Regions from separate parts of the Mus musculus genome. Here region 2 is linked to region 1. The links are chromatin contacts, called in public HiCAR-type maps. All regions are on one chromosome and are shown on one strand. The core of a region is the stretch at or near the end of the contact, and the rest is flanking DNA. Distances in the headings are between cores, read along the strand shown.

What was found. HiCAR-type assays count read pairs that join an accessible place to other places.
Region 2: a HiCAR-type map of fibro-adipogenic progenitors shows a contact between it and region 1, with 4 times the contacts expected there. The contact joins the promoter of Itga11 here to the enhancer-like site in region 1. A contact is called at or near these places in 9 of 484 Hi-C or Micro-C datasets (the MC3T3-E1 cell line, adipose-derived mesenchymal stem cells, cerebellum and 5 more) and 2 of 115 datasets of contacts at active chromatin or transcription factors (embryonic fibroblasts and fibro-adipogenic progenitors).

What each region holds. Positions count from the first base shown.
Region 1 is chr9:62,566,082-62,571,778 of GRCm38.p6, reverse strand. No RefSeq gene overlaps it. Among named protein-coding and RNA genes, the nearest start is that of Gm39352, 28 kb to the right of the region's middle. Within about 2 kb of position 2,423, at least 7 of the 459 cell types and tissues checked have an H3K27ac peak or open chromatin away from gene starts, as enhancers often do. A contact at or near this core is called in fibro-adipogenic progenitors, where this site is marked.
Region 2 is chr9:62,674,988-62,680,580 of GRCm38.p6, reverse strand. Itga11 (integrin alpha 11) reads right to left here and starts at 2,726. Exons shown (of 30, transcript NM_176922.5): 1 at 2,585-2,726. The coding sequence starts at 2,636.

The sequences.
Region 1 (5,697 bases), core at 1,174-3,673:
GTGTCCATGAACACATATTTCTGTGAGGTAGCACATGTGCAATGCATGCTCTCTCACTCATGAACACAATACATGTGCACACATGTGTGTGTGTACATGCACACACACACATGCACTGAGTGTACAGAAGTAAAACTCTTTTAGAGCTTAAAAAATTCCACTGCTGTTACTTGCCTGTATCATGAAGTTTCAGCCTGCATATGTGTAGTGGTTGATTTCATTGTTAAATGGACTGAATTTTGAATCATCATGAAAACATGGCAGTTGGTATATCTGTGAGTTCATTTCCAGAGAGTTTAGTAAAGACAGAAGACTTGCCATGAGTGTGAGCAGCACCAATCCATGGGCTGAAGTTCTAGACCTCAAAGCCCACCCCCAATGACACACCTCCTTCATGAGGCCACACCCTCCTAATCCTTCCTAAAAAGTCCACCAACTGGGAGGCAAACATCCAAATAAATATATGAGTCAATGAGGGCCATTCTCATTCAACCTCCACAAGGAGGAAAGGATCTGTCTTACACCTTATAGTCCATCATGGAGGGAAGCCAGAGCAGAGACTAGAGCAAAAGCCACGAAGGAGCACCGAGTACTGGCTTGCTTCCCCTGCCTTCCTCGGCTTGCTTTTTTATAGTATCCAGGACCACAGCCCAGGGCCCTCCCACATCAGTCATCAATCAAGGAAATGCACCATAAACTTGCCCACAGAACAATCTATTGGGGGTACTTTCTCAGTTGAGGTTCCCTCTTCTGAAAGGACTCTAGCTTGTTCAAGATGACATGAGTCTAGCCAGCACACATGGCTTATAATTCAGCAAAAATTCATAAGCTGCTGGGCAGTGGTGGTGCATGCCTTTAATCCCAGCACTTGGGAGGCAGAGGCAGGTGGATTTCTGTGTTCGAGGCCAGCCTGGTCTACAGAGTGAGTTCCAGGACAGCCAGGGCTACACAGAGAAACCCTGTCTTGAAAAAAATCCAAAAGCCATCTTATATTGGTTCACATCTTTTCAAATTGTCTTGGTTTGTCGCTGCTTGCCCACTGCGCATTCCCACAGCTGACTCTTAGGTTATTCCCTGGCTGGAATTCAGTAGTTTTGACCCAGACCACCTTTCCCCATGTCTTGCCCCATTGCTGGGGGATCCCCCTGTAACCCTGAAATCAGCAACCAGTGGTATTTCTGAGACTGGATTTTCTATGCTAAAATGAGAATTTTGATAGTAATTATTAATGTCACTCATTATAATGACAATCCAACCATAAGTTTTCTGGGGGAATGAAATGACAAGAAACTAATAATAAGCACAAAATATTCTAAATATTTATATTTATTATTAATCTTTCATAGGTGGAAAAGACCACTGCTCTCTCTGGTCTTCTTGCTGTTCACAATATGTAAGCACTCCTGGAATGTGTAAGCAGTTGAGGGAGGGAGAGATGGCTCTCAAACTGGAGGAATGGCTTTTTTTAATTTTTAATTTTTATGGTGTGGCAGTTTTGCCTGTATGCGCATCAGATGCATGCCTGGTGCTTGTGGAGACCAGAAAAGGGAATTACATTTTCTAGAACTGAAGAAACAGACCTTTGTGAATTCACATGGGTGCTGGGAATCAAACCTGGGTCCTTTGGAAGAGCAGTCATTGCTTTCAACTGCTGAGAAATCTTTTCAACCCAGAGAGGTATTGCACAGTCGGTTTCCATTGCCAGCCCAGCTTGAGGACATGGGAGACACAGTTTAGGAACGACATCTCCAGGAATCACGTGGGAATTCTGAGCTCAGGTAGCTTTAGGTTGCTGTAGGATTCTGACACCTCTCTTAGCATTAGGATCTAACAACACTGGCAATCCAGGGGTCAGTGTTTTGAAAGGACTTTGTATGGTGCTGAACACGAGTCTACAATGTTCTGTGACTTTTGGTTTGGATTTTAGTTAAGTTGTATGATTTTATGCCTTCTGTATTCTAGAAGCTGGACTTGGAATATGTTAATAATGAAAACTTAGCCCCCAAAGAAATCAATCTGGTTGCAGTCATTTGGTTGTCAGAATCGGGCTATAGTGAGCAACAACGCAAATATTTAGAAATTTGTTTTACAAGAATTTTGTGTGAACCTGGAAGCCAAGAGTACAAAATATTTATTATAATTCTCACAGAACTTGGCCTCTAGACTCTTGTATGCAAGAGTCTTAGAGATTGTCCTTTAGAGTCTTAAATACTGCACAATATTTGATCAAAAAAATATCATGTGCTCAGGAAGGGTGGGTTTAGTGCTTCTGCATTTTGGGTGGGAAGACTCATACGTGATCTGGAACATGGCCTGAAGAATGGTTATCTAAGTCCAGAATGTTGGCTGGTGAGTCTCTTGTGTGACACAGATCCCTTGACCTACACTAGCTCAGGGCTCAGCCCTCTAGCCAGCATGACTATGACTCGGGTTGGGAACACTGTCAGCAACAACTAGATGTGCTTTCAGTCTGGGCTGTCCATCAGCCTCAGCTTGCCAGAGGTCACATGCTGACCTTCCATGCAGGCTCGTCCTTGCTTTCTTGATTACAGACTACTTGGTAGCTCTTCCCTTGACTATGCTGTTTCTGCAGCCATGTCTGTGCCTCGGCAAGCTGTGCCTGCACATCAGGGCATCGTGGAGTATGACTCATACCGTAACCTTCTTGCTCTGTTTTTTGAGGCAGGTAGCCTAGGATGCTCTCAAACTCCCAACTTTCTTCATCCACCTCTGAGTGCTGGGTTATAGGCATATGCCACCACTCCTGCCTCTCACTTGCATTCTTTTTGGCTTGGCCCAAAGTTTGAACACTTGGGATTGTGACACACGAGACTGTCTTTATCAAGGGTCTAGAGTTAGATATTGTTCCTTCAGACTAAGACTCATAAGTGATTTTCACAAGACAGAATTCCAAATTATAAAGTCCAATAAACCATGGCATGTAAATAGAAGAGATAAGGACTTTCTGTAACATAGCCATCTAGAGGAAGTCTTTCTGCCATTATCCTTGTGTGGTGGTTTAAATGAGAATGGCCCTCATAGGCTCATATATTTTAATGCTTAATCACCAGGGAGTGGCACTGTTTGAAAGGATTAGGAGGTGTGACCATGGTGGAGGAAGTGGGTCACTGTGGGTAGGCTTTGAGGTTTTAAAAGCCCATGCCAAGCCTAGAGTCTCTCTCTCTCTCTCTCTCTCTCTCTCTCTCTCTCTCTCTCTCTCCCTCTCCCTCACCCTCTCCGTTTCCCTCTGCTCTACCCCACCCCCACCTTAGGAATCAGGATATAGCTCTCAGCTACTCCTCCTGTCTGTGTCAGGCCATGCTCCCTCCCATGATAATGAGCTAAACCTCTGAAGCTGTAAGCCAGCCGCAGTCAAATGCCTTCTCTTATAATAGTTGCCTTGGTCATGGTGTCCCTTCACAGCAGCAGTACAGTGACAAAGTAACTTTGTTGGTGGTGATATACAGCCACTGAACCGCAAAATGGCACAGGCAGAAAAGCCATGGATGGTAGAATATATTAAAACAAACAAACAACCTAGCTTCTGGCATTGTGGAATGTCAACCCAACCTACATGCCAGCAGAGACCTGAGTGACCTCAGTCAAGAGCTTTTAGGTTGGATCCTGTGTTGCTCACAGGAAAGCTTAGTCTACAGTTTAAGTCCAAGAGCAGTGAGCGATTCTGAAGTCTTGGTCCCAGTCACCATGGCTTCATAGCCAATGAATCTTACATGATCATGTGCATCAATGCACCAGATTATCTCTTGTCTACTTAGTACAGCAGCTCCCCTCTTAAGGAGAACAAACTAAGAACTACATTTCCCATAATTCCCTTGGTATGGCTCTGTATCCACTTAGCCCAAGAGGTGTACTTACATGAGAAGTTGAAGGTGTTGTGGATGGCCCATATCTTGGATATCACAGCAGACTCTGACTGTTAGGCCTTTTGACATAGGCTGATCGACTCTAACTCGCAGATACACTGCTTGTCTGTGCAAATCAAGTTTTATTGAGACACAATTGTTTACCTAATAGCAGTATACCTTTGAAGCTATCAACAGTAAAGTTAAGTAGCCACTAATGACCAGATGGGGTTGCAAAGCCTAAAATATTTATATTCTGGTTTTGTCCAGAAAAAAAAGTTCCCAGGCCCCAGCAGTTTGGGACCTGCTATAGAGCACATGTTTAGAACTTAGTATTGTATATCAGCTGTCTGGTATGGGAAGTGTCGTGCCCATAGTGTACACAGTATAGTGTACATACTGTAATGTACATAGTGTAGTATACATAGTATAGTATACATAGTGTAGTGTACATAGTGTAGGTCCCATGTGATAGAACAAGAAAGTATACCTAAGAATGAAATCACACATTTGCTTACACTGCCCTAATATAGTCAAATGAATATGCAATTTTGATTCTCTTTTCTCTTGCATTATTTTGATCTCTTCAAACAGTATGCAATGGGTAAAAAACCAAAAACAAAAAACCAAGAAATCTCACAGCTTAATCTCTCTGTGTCTCTCTATCTATGTTCTCTCTCTCTCTCTCTCTCTCTCTCTCTCCTCTTTGTCTATCTAGCTATATCAGGGACAGGAGATAGGAAAAGTAGCCATGCTAAATTTTAACTGAATAAAATAATGTCTCTTCCCAATAGCATTCTGCTCATTGAGGACCTGTAAGCAGTCTGTGGTGTAGCCACTGGTTCATTGTCAATGATCCTGAAAGAACATTAAGTGAACTCACTGGGTCCTGAAAGGAAGGAAGGGAGGAAGAAGGAAGAGAGCCAGCTAGAAAGAGGAAGAGATCAACAGGGTGGAAGGGGACAAGAGAGGGTGACAGTGAATGGATCAAAATACATTATTTTCATGTCTAAAAGAATGTCATGACAAAACCCATTATTACACACAAGTAACACCATTAATTTTAGAAGTAAACAATAAATAAATTGTATTTTCTTCAAACTATATTTGATTTCATATATATATATGCATGCATGGTGGGAGTGGAATGTGGAGGCTCCCTTCCCTTGACAGGTGACTATGCAGAGGTCCTGGGTGTTTCCTGATGTCCACTGCTAAAACCTGGGGCTGTAAATTTCTCTTCCTTTCACTCTGAAAAGGCTCCAGGTTGTCCCAGATGATTTTCTCACACAAACTTCTTTGAGAAATCCCAGCCCTTGGTTTACCTCTAAATGATGGACCTGGGCCTGTGTTGGGAGCTGACTCCTAGCAGAAAGCAGCTATCATCTCTGTAGCCATCGCAGGCTATTTACTTACAGGTGGTACTTTTCCACCCTGATGAGAGACTTGTTTTCCTAGCATGATGTTTTTGCAAGACGCCCACCACAGCTGAACACACTGATAACATTTTGGTTTTCTTCTACACATCCTGGACCTGTGGTTAAGTGTCTCCAGCTGCACTCCCCAGCGAGTGCATATATACCCATAGTTGCCTTTCAATAAACAAGACTTGAGCCTTGAGCAGGTAGCCTGTATTGTCTTCATTTTTCGCGTCTCTTGCCCCTATGTCCCCACTCTCTCTCTTGCAGAGCCGTTGACTGACCCGTGGACTGGGTAATACCTGGAGAGAGAAAACTCCCGGTTCCTAACTGCTCAGCCATCTCTCCCGATGCCTGTAACATATTTTTTACAAGAACAACTGGGTTTCCCAAGTGAAATAAAATTACTGAAAAGG
Region 2 (5,593 bases), core at 1,477-3,976, 110 kb before region 1:
CCCACGGATCCCTCAAACCCTTCTAGTACTCAGAATCCAGACTAGTCAGGCACCTTTATGCTATTAAAAGGAAAATGGCTGTTGTGGCATTGTGGTGTGTTTGTAACCTCAGTGCTGAGGTGGTGGAGACAGGATGGTCTCTCAGGGTCATTGACCAGCTGCCCCTTTCTACTTGGCAAGTCCAAGGTCAGTTAGGGACAGTCTCAGGTAGTGAGGGACACTCTCAGAATGGTTGATAGTACTGGATGGTGCCAGAGACAATACCTGAAGCCTTTCTAAGGCCTCCACACTCATTTACACACACACACACACACACACACACACACACACACACACACACAAATACAAACACACACACAGACATCTAAACAAACACATACACTTACACAAGCACACACAGCCAAACACCCCCTACACCTAAACACACATACATACAAATTTACACAAGCACCCACACACTCAGACACACACATACACACTTGAGCAGCCATACACAAATTGTCATCCCTTCATTCTTTAGTCCCTAGAAATACGAATAATGTCATTTTAAGTTCCATACACTATGCTTTGGGGGTTGGGGGGGGGTGATCCAGTTCCTCTTCCAGGAAGCCTTCCTTACTTGTCTCTGGACACACACACACACACACACAGAGGCCTTACTTCCTCTTCTCCATTCATTCCCTCATACCTCTGCTTAATTCTCTCAGTTCTTGCCCTACCTGAGCCATTCAGGGCCCAGGTGGCAGGGGCACATGAGCCCTACCTTCTTCTTGTAAGCAGATGCCCGTCTAGCATTGATGGATATATATAATGAGTCCCATATTCCAAAAACCCGAACTGATCAGCAATAATGCAGAAGTGGCTTTCTCCATGTAAGGGAGGCAATGAGTCACAAATCCTTTCTTGAGAGGTCCTTCAACACTCCATCCCTCAGAGCTCCACCCACTTCAGTTGCACGAACATTAGCAACCACTGCTGGAGTCCCACTGTGCGCCAAGCCTCAACTTCCACAACTCAGCTTCCACAACTCAGGATTCTGCCTCCATTGTCCCCCATGAGAAAAGCTTTTAGAGAGCTCACAAGGTCTGTGCAGAACTACTTTCCAAACTCTTGCACTTAGCTTTGGGATGCTTGGACTGTCCTTCTCTGGGGACACCTGTCTAGAGTCACTCAGGAGTTTTTATCTCCTTCCTGTGGATGGATTTCCAGTGACTGCAGGCAGTTCCTTCCCTGAGTGTACCTCCCATGGGTTTCTCTCCCTGGAGCTTTCTAAAAGCCTCTGGTCTGGCAGTAACCCTTTCCCCGCCCCTCCCCCAACTCGAACTTCGTGCAATAAAGTTTGCTTTCCAACTGAGTCTCTGGGATCAGAACGAAACCCAGCCAGTTTCAAGAGGCCTTTCATTTGCAGGGGATCCCAGAAGCAGCAAAGGACAGAAGGATATATGTGTGTCCCCAAATGGGGACAACTGACCAAAGCTTGGAGAGAGCCACCGGACTGGGTAGGGGTGAATCTTCACTTGTACTACCCAAGGGCACCTGTCCAGCTGTCACTGCCTCTGTCCTCTCCTATTGGTCTCAGCTAGTGCCAGAGACACTCAGAAAGAGCGGCAAGGTTGGCAGCCAGTACCAACCAGTTTGTTCCTTAGGCTCTATCTAGCTCTGGCTCTGGCTGAAGCATTCTGCCACGCTGTGAAGGGGCCAGGAAAACTTTCCCTAGCCGCGCGCAGCACAATGCGGTTGGCTGAAGCTGGGCTGGGCACCCGCAGTGTGGAGGCCTGAACTAGGGTACCCCAGGCTGAGAACCCAAAGACTTGTCTCTCTTTCCTTCAGTGACGGGTACCGAGGTTCCCGCTACGCCCCCACACCTGGAATACATTAAGCAGCAGCGCGTTACAGTGACGGCGGCTTCCCCCGAATTATTGAATAATTGCATAATTCCAAGCGCGAGCTGGGGACGCTGCTCTGTTCCTACACTAGTGTTAAGTATCTGTTCCACCGGTCCCGGGCTGAGGGATTGTGCCCTCTGTTTCTGGTGGGGCTGAAGAGAGTTTACTAACGCCTAGCAGCCAAACTGGAGGGATTCTGTTCTCTTAGGACTCCGGGATCTCTTAGGACTCCAGGCTCTCCAGGGCCGCCAGGATCTGGCTCTCCACACTTCAGGGGGCTCTGCCTTGGGTAGCGGCGGGGGCAGTCGGGTCACGCTCATTCGGCGCGATCTGCCTCCTTCCCCAGCTGGGGCCTTGGACCCTCGTCAATGGAAGGATGCCTGGATGGCAGAGTGGACACTTAGGAATTATCCCCAGAGCTGCATCGGGAACATCAGAAATGCTCAGTGGTTCTAGCAACCCGAGTCCCGACTTCTTTCCCCAAACACATCAGAGTCCTAGAAAGAGTTTCCTAGGCACACCTCCCTCCTTTGCTTTCTTGGTGGGACTGTTGTAACAGCAGCCCTTCCCGGCAGACCTGTGTCCCCAAGTGCTACTGAAGGAGGTGCGTCGCATCTCTCTTCTCTCAACTTGAGCTAAGGTCCTGGAGGACTAGGGAGGGGCTCCCGGAAGGAAAGACAGGCTAGGGGAACACGTACCTGGCCAAAGGCTGAGGGTCCAGGCCACCAGGAGGCCCCTGGGAAAGTCCATGGCCCGCTGCGCGGCGGCGGGTGTCGCGATGGTCGCGCGGCTGAGAGCCAGAGCCACAGCCTCGGTTCGCGAGCGTCCTGAGCCTGCACTGATCCAAGCTCCAGCTCCCTGACAGCAGCGCAGAGGAAGTGGGAGGGCTCCAGCGGCGGGGAGGGGCGCGGACACAGCGGCGGCCCTGGCTCCAGGCCAGTCTAGGCCCCTCTGCCACCTGAGCCGGTGGCAGGCTGCTGCCCCGACGCCCTCGCCAGTATCGCCCTCCCCCACTCCCAGCCCATCTAACCTCAGGGTCATAGCAGAGAATGGCTTCTGGGAGCCAGCCACCTTGCCAGCTTGGTACCTGACTCTCCTCCATCCCCAACCAAATCGGGGTCTCCTCTGGAAAAGCGAGTTATGGAGTCCATTTTCTAGGGGGAAAGAGCTGAATAAATACCATAGGTGAACCTAAGATGACCCAGGGCCACTCTGTGACAGGTCTTCTTCGGACACGTTGGATGGATTTCCCCTCCCTTCACAACGTTCCTTTGTCTCCCTGTTCCCTGGGCTTTAAAATGTCAAGGCCACAGTGCTTCTTGGAACCCTGGAATCAATGCAAAACACCTCCAGTTTCCACCGCCCCAGCCTCCACACCTGAACAGGGACTGCACCTGACGGTTCCGAGGCTTCTCTTTGGAACCCAGGCTCTATTCCCCAGCCATTGTACTCACAGACAGTTAACTTCAACGTGCATTTATTGCTGGAGCTTTTTATGGGGTTTGGGCCGCTATCTGTGAGTGTGGTGGATGGCCTTCCCAGCAAGGGAGGAGCAGAGGAAGGCAGCAAGGTAGCTAGCGTGAGGGAAACCGAGAGTATGGAACCCACTACTTTTTTCAGAACCTTCCCAAGGCTACCATGCAAATGTGCAGACACAGCAGGCTAGTCTCTTTCTGCTCTTATCTTCACTGTATCGTGCACACCCATACACCTACCACACCCTAAACAACAACTAACATATTTGTTTGGCCTCTCTGTCTCTCTGTCTCTGTCTCTCTCATCTCCTTGGTTTGTAAGGACACTCAACTCCTTGTCTTCAGGAGCAGAAGAGTTTTTCAGTGTATGCACAAATAGATGGATGAATAGGAAGGGTGTGTAGGAGCCCAGAGGGAAGGGCATCTGAGAATGGTTGGCTTTTAGGGAGGATCCTTGAAGGATAAGCTGAGTGTTGAGACGCTCTACCACTTGCAAAGGCTGGGGAAGCTGGTTTTATTCTGGGGGAGTGGAGAGAGAGATAGAATGAGAGGAAGGGAGGGAGGGAGAGATGGAGAGAGGGAGGGAGAGGGAGAGAGAGACAGAGATGGAGAGAGAAAGGAAGGTGGAGGAAGAGAAGGAGGAAGAGGAGGAGAGAGGGGAGGGAAGAAGAGTGTAGATAAAAAAGCAAAGAGAGAGCAGAGGAGAAGGAGGGAAGGGAAAGAGGAGGTGCAGGTCTTGGGCTGGAATGCAGTGCACAGGTGTTCTCACCTTCAGGGCTAAGTTTCAGAAAAGGAGGGCATGACAAAGGGGCAGGCTTTCTTGCTCTTCTAAAAGAGCCTGAATATCAAAAGAACCAACTTCTTTTTGCCAGGACAGGTGAGGGCTAGGACAGGTGTGGGCTAGGACAGGTGTGGGCTAGAACAGGTGTGAACTAGGACAGGTATGAGCTAGGACAGGTGTGGGCCAGGACAGGTGTGGGCTAGGACAGGTGTGAGCTAGGACAGGTGTGGGCCAGGAAAGGTGTGGGCTAGGACAGGTGTGGGCTAGGACAGGTGTGGGCTAGGACAGGTGTGGGCTAGGACAGGTGTGAGCTAGGACAGGTGTGAGCTAGGACAGGTGTGGGCCAGGACAGGTGTGAGCTAGGACAGGTGTGAGCTAGGACAGGTGTGGGCCAGGACAGGTGTGGGCTAGGACAGGTGTGAGCTAGGACAGATGTGGGCCAGGACAGGTGTGGGCTAGGACAGGTGTGGGCTAGGACAGGTGTGGGCTAGGACAGGTGTGGGCCAGGACAGGTGTGGGCCGGAGGAAGCAGGATCTGCCTTGGGATGAGGCTGACACTGCTTGGCTTAAAGGGAAACACTGGGTGCATGCTGGGAACAGTTTGACCCTTGTAGTGTCTGGTTTATTGTTTAGACAGTCATTATTGAATGTTATTTAACAGTCTTTTCAGTTTGCTTTGTGGTGCTGGAAATTGAACCCAGGGTCTCAAACATGCTAAACAAGGGTTCTGCAACTGAACTACATCCCTGGTCTGGGTTGCTGCCCGAGGACATGTTGATGTCTGAGGGCTGTGCAGAATTGGTCCCATCCCTCTCCTGGACATCATGAGAGAGCTGGTCCTGAGAACTCATGAGCAGGAGAGCCGACCCTACCCCTGGCAAGCTGCAGTACCCAGGAGAGTGCTCTACACATCACCCAGGAAGCACAGTAGAGCTGGTTCTGGTTGTGGGAGTTGTGGGTGATTTGGCTCCAAGGGTGTGCTCATAGGAGAGCTAGTCCTGCCTCTCTTCTCCTGAGTGGTGGCAGGGGTGAGGGAGAGATGACCCCACCCACTCACCCACATACAGCAGGCAGGAGAGCTGGCCCTGCCCCTCACCTACAGCAGCATTCCAGAGAGCAGGCTCTGCACTTCACCTAGGAAGCATAGTAGATCCGGTCCTGGATGTGGAGGTTGTGGGTGAACTGGCACCAAGGGTATGAGTGTGGGAGAGCCCTTGCCACATACAGCAGGCAGGAGTGCTATCCCTGCCCCTCATCTGCTGGAGCTTTCGGGAGAGCAAGTCATGCATCTTGCATGGGCAGCAGTGTAGCTCTGGCCCTGGTTGTGGGGGGTTTGAGTTGGCCCACCCCAACATCTACCCCATCTATGAACTGCTGGAGTGTGTGAAGGTTCCAGTCCTACAGATCCAAAACTACAGGATCTCGATGACACAGGGCAATGACAGGATATC